2 separate regions of the Mus musculus genome follow, and region 2 is linked to region 1. Evidence: chromatin contacts called from public Hi-C data. All regions are on one chromosome and are shown on one strand. Each heading gives the region's core, a stretch centred on a gene start, on an enhancer-like site or on the middle of the called end of the contact. The rest is flanking DNA. Distances are from core to core; before and after follow the strand shown. Region 1 has its middle 87 kb from the start of Gm33944. Region 2 overlaps Slc8a1 (solute carrier family 8 (sodium/calcium exchanger), member 1).

Evidence for each region. Hi-C and Micro-C count contacts between places; a contact is called where the count stands out from the background.
Region 2: a Hi-C map of uterus shows a contact between it and region 1, with 6 times the contacts expected there. The contact joins two enhancer-like sites. A contact is called at or near these places in 14 of 484 Hi-C or Micro-C datasets (the HL-1 cell line, adipose-derived mesenchymal stem cells, cerebellum and 6 more).

The regions. Positions count from the first base shown.
Region 1 is chr17:81,196,260-81,198,959 of GRCm38.p6, reverse strand. No RefSeq gene overlaps it. Among named protein-coding and RNA genes, the nearest start is that of Gm33944, 87 kb to the left of the region's middle. Within about 2 kb of position 1,424, at least 1 of the 459 cell types and tissues checked has an H3K27ac peak or open chromatin away from gene starts, as enhancers often do. A contact at or near this core is called in uterus, where this site is marked.
Region 2 is chr17:81,391,726-81,394,425 of GRCm38.p6, reverse strand. The region is part of intron 10 of Slc8a1 (solute carrier family 8 (sodium/calcium exchanger), member 1); the gene reads left to right. Among named protein-coding and RNA genes, the nearest start is that of Gm33944, 110 kb to the right of the region's middle. Within about 2 kb of position 1,300, at least 9 of the 459 cell types and tissues checked have an H3K27ac peak or open chromatin away from gene starts, as enhancers often do. A contact at or near this core is called in uterus, where this site is marked.

The DNA.
Region 1 (2,700 bases), core at 175-2,674:
ACCCTCCACCCAGTCTTGATGACCTAAATCCCCTAGACCCACATGGTAGAAGGAAAGAACCAACCCCCATATTTGTCCTCTCACCTCTCCAACACACACACACACTAAAGTAATAAAATGTAATATTATTATTTTTAAAGAAGTTGGATGTGCCGGCACAGGTTTGTAATCCCAGTACTGAGAAAGGAGAGACAGACACATGGATCTTGGGAGCTTGTTGGCCAGCTAACCTAGACTATTTGTCACAAAAGCAAAGTGGAAAGTGTGTTAAGGAATGACATAAGAAGTTGACTTCTGCCCTCCTCATGCATGCATTTACATGCAAGCACACTTGCTTGAATGCAAACAAACAACACACAAAAGAATATGGCATCCATTTTTTAATTCATTTATTTATTTTTATTTATATGAGTACATTGTCTTTAGACACACCAGAAGAGAAGATTGGGTGTCATTACAGATGGTTGTAAGCCACCACATGGCTGCTGGGAATTGAACTCAGGACCTCTGGAAGAGCAGTCAGTGCTCTTAACCGCTGAGATATCTCTCCAGCCCATGGTATCCATTTTTAATGCTGACATTTGTATCTTTTAATTTTTGTCATCATCCACAGAGTCCAGAGCAGTGCTAGACACATGGGTGTCCAATCAGCACGTGTGAGATGAAAGTGTGTTATGGCTAAGTAAAGGCTGCTTTTCCTCTCTTGGAAAGCAGCATGGATACACTTCTCCCTAATCCTCTGAATAAATATAACTATTAATAAACTCTCTGATCATTTTCTAGTTAAAATTTAAAAATCCATAGAAAGAAGGAGATATTCTGAAAGATGGAGATAAGACAGCTGACCTGGGAGCTTAGAACACAAAGAATAAAGCATAGGAAATCCTTTTGTTTCCTTTTAACCTCCTGTATCCCAGACTTAGAGCTAAAGAAGTTGACCACTTAGATAGAAATGCTAAGATGTTCGCAAAAGCAGCTTCAACGAAAGCTTGTTCCTCTTCCCAGATGGCCAGGGAAGAATACGAACAATATGCAAAACCTGTTGGTGTTACCCACCCCACTCCAGCTAAAAAGGGCGGAGAAAGCTTTACAGTCTTCCCATCACCCAAGTCAGCAAAGGCTAAACGTGAAGTTTAGACCAACATTCCCAATGAAACAGAAACAGCCAGCAGACCGACCCAAGGCTGGTCTAAAGGGGTCAGCAGAGCCGTACAGAGGAGTAACAAACCACTGTTCTTCCAATGGTGTGAGAGGAACATCAGCTGTGGCGTGCATGCAGACTTTCATTCCCGAACATCAGTAGTAAAGCAACCTGTTCCCTCCCCACTAGAGGAAGTAATCAGAGATCTAATAAAGACTCAATGATTGCATCACCTCCTAGCAATAACACGGACAGCCCCACCTCAGTGTCAGCAGAGCACCCCTATTCCAGGTCCTATAAATAAAACCAAGCCTTAGCAAGTAACCAGGGACCTCCATCTCTCTTGAGACAAGGGAGGGGAAACAGGATAGATTTTTGTGCCCTCCAAGTATTACTGAGACTGTGCCCTATACTGTCTGTGCCACAGACCTGCCAAAAGGAATGTCCTATGACAGAAGATTCAAACAATCATGAAATAACAACCACAATCAATCCAAGTCTTGATAAAAATTAACCTCACATAAGAACATAAACATTAATGGGAAAAGATAAATAGATGGCTGGGTTGTGAGAACTGAATAACAAAGATTTTATTTTTAAAAAAATCATAAAAATGTCCCAATAAGTTACAATCCTACAAAAACAAAGAAGTAACAGGCAGAAAACAAGAAATAAAACTTAAAAATAGAAAAAAAAAACCCTAATTCTCCATGTTAGAGGCAGTAGCTCATCTCCAAATGAAGCTAAAGAAGAAAGAGAAAAGATTTAGTGAACAGGAAACCAGAACAATAAAGATGTCCCAGAACTTTGGCCTCTGTCTGTTACTCTGACAAAACATTGGAGGAAGACTAACTCTATAAAGAAAAGAGGTTTATTTGGCTCAGAAGTTCAAAGGCCTGCTGGGTATAACTTTGGCTCTGGTGAGGGGCTTACATATATGAAAAAAAGAAAATGTATCTCAAAGCATGGAACCTCATCCCATAGATTCTATAGATAGATAGTTCTGTCAGTGGTGACAGAACTGCTCAGAAAACCAGCCAGCACACAGAACTCATCAGCTCTACAAACAGCTTCTAATCCACAGGTACAGACCACGCATCTGAACACCAGCAGAATATATGTTCTTTCCAGGCAACCACATGGCATATATCAAGGGCGGCCATTAAACAATCACGAATCACAATGAAATCAAATTAGCAAGCAATAACAAGGTTATAGAAAATAACAAAATTCTAACGACTAACTTCTAAGTGTGCTTATAAATTACCCAAGGGATAAATACGAAGTAACAGAGAAAACATGTCCAAATTTTGGGGAGAAAACTAAATCCCCATGAAGAACATAGCACTAAACGCATGAATTAGCATAAAGAAAAATGTCTCCTGTCAGTAATGCAAGCACATATCTCAAAATAGAATTAAAATAAAAAAAAGAAGAAAACCAGCAAAACCAATCTGATTTGAGAACAGGGAAGAAAATAGAAAAGATAAGATTATAAATAAGTGACATTGAAAAAGAAAAATAGCAGTAAAAAATTAATTGAAATGTTGTTCTTTTTA
Region 2 (2,700 bases), core at 51-2,550, 200 kb before region 1:
GGGAGGTACCCATCTTCCTTACAGGGAGAAAGAAGCCATGTATGACAGCGGTTAATGCCTGTGAAAGCGTTAAAGCTGTCTTATGCTATGGCCTCACCCCAGACAAGTAAGCAGAGAGTCAGGGAGGGCCAGCTAGTTGCTCTCTCCCAAAGCTCTCCTGCTGATTCTTATTTTCCCCACCTTGGGGAGGGAGGGAGGCAGACAAGTAGCAGGAACTTTGATCTTTGATCTTGTCAGCAATCAACTTGCAGTTTTTAGTGACTATCTCCATATCTTTTTCAATCTCTTTAAAGACAGCTTTATAGGCAGAAATTTTTAGTTTCCCCTTCCCCTCCCATAACCAGCCTTTTACTTAGTTTTTACAACTCCTTTCCTTCTCATCATTAATCAATCAATTGTAATTCTCTGGTTTCTGGCACTCTGCTGGGAAGCCAAATAAGGACTGTGGCTGAGGTGACGTCCATATTTACTTGGGTATATAAATGTTACAACTGACTCAAGGCTAAATCCTGTTTGTGTCTGGCTAGTGATAGAATTAGCACCTGAATAAATTATTCCTGCCTGGATTCTGAGAGGGAGGCAGAGAACACGGAAAGGAAGAAAGAACAGAGGAGCATGCGTACCTAATGCTTCAACTGCCCTGACATTACAGCCACAGGAAAGACGGGAACTTAACCAGAAAATCTCTGACTTTTGAGGACTTGCAAAAATTCTTAAAAGAAGAATTGCTTTGATTTTGAAGAATAATTTTTATATGATCACATTGAAAGGCATGAGGCTATAAAGTTGGCAAGTTTCTATTAAGACGAGTGTTTGTTACAGCTCCCCAAAATTTAGACTCATTAGCACAAAGTCTGACTCCTTTTCATGTAGAGCGTCTCTGGCTCTGTTTGGCTGTAGAAAGAAATAGCTAGTGATATTAAGCACTCATTAGATTCTGTTCATGGTGACTCATTTCCCTTCAAACCCTACAAGGTACTCACACTTCTACATTTTCTCCTCCAAGAAGAAGGGCGAAAGCCTAGTTCATTTAGGAAGATCACTCCCCTTACCACCTCCATTGGCGTTTCAGTATAGCTGTGCAGAAATAGTGTTTATAAAACAAGCACAAAGCATAACTGCAGTGAGATGATTACAGTCAGGCAGCCTCAGCATCTCCACTAAGACCACCCAAGATGTTTTATGCACAAAATGACCATCATATCTGGGGCATCAATTTTCCAAGAAAAACCAGATGTTTCCTGCCTCTGATCAGCTGCTTCCTAGAACACCAGCACCAACTCCTCCCTGCAGGGCGCTAGCAGCCATTCCTGTTCCTCCTGTTTCAAAACCTTCGAATTCTGGGTCCTAACTCCTAGCCCTGGGAATTAAGACACTTATTAAAAGGTATATTTCTAAATGCTTTTTCTATAGACTCTAAGTAAATCAGCCTAGAGTAGATCCCAAATGTACATTTTCCTAAGCAAAGGTTGAGCAAAGGTTTCCACATATATCTGATGCTAATAATACGCAAACACAATTAAAATTGAGCACAGCCTTTGAGACAAAGCTTCCTCTATTCCATTTACACAGTAGTTTCCCTCATGAAGGTGGAAGGTAATGATTTCCAACATTTCTTACCTTTTGCTAAAAGATAAAAGTCTGTGCTGGGCGGGTTAATTTCACTAACACTAACACAGCTTGGTCAATGCAATATCTTCGGGTCTGAAAAACCTTTCTTCCTCGAATCACCACTACTTTTCATGAACCATGGTCACCTCCAAATTTCTACAGAAAAAGAACAAAGCCAAAAGGAAATTTAGTATGCTGGCATATTGGGTGGGCCACCCAAACAACAGTGTTAGAAGTATCTTAGAGCTCTTCTAGAGTCTTCATTTTAGATGAGGAAACGAACTGGAAAGGCAGGATGCCTTACAGAGGAGCCTTCAGATAGCTCCTTTCCAGACTCTCTCCTTGGTGAGCTGCCTGCCGCTTTGACACCATGAAGCTCTGTCTATAATGGGTTGTGTTAAAGCAGCTGTAGTCCGTATGGTCTGAAGAGGTAACTGTATCACAACTGTGAAACGAGGCTCCAGAAAAGTCACTCCTAAGCACAAACGGGGCAGTTGTCCCAAAAGAGTAGAGGATAAGATGAGCTGTCTGAGATAAGGGGACACTCTTGATGTATAACAGAACTCTAGGTCCCACCTGTGACATTGTAAGGATGGCCATTTCCAGAGGAGATGTTCAAATAGCTATAAAGTTAAAGGGATCCAGGTTAGGAAAAAAATAATTAGTCCTGGAGGAAAACAGGGGTCTATTCTTGTATGCTGACCTGACAACTTGGCCAAAGTTATATAAAGTGAACTGGAAAACCAGTCTATAGAGAACAGTTGTGGCCTAACTTTCTGATGTGTGGTTTGATTCTTGGAAACACTCCCAACTCCTGATTTATAGTCATAGAGAATAATAAGATAGCACTAAATGTTGGAGAGTTTACAACTGACATACAGTTAATTAAAACTCAAGGCGGAAGTTAAAGCATGAAAGGACAGCTGGAGACAAGCACACATGAAAGCAGGTGTATACCATCATCAACATGTCTGAGTGTATGTGAATCACATCGGAAGTCTGATTCCTGTATCTCTGTGTTTATCGAGCCGACCTCTGAACATGCTAACATCCCTTCTAAGACCATGGCAGCTGTTTCTTGGATTTTAC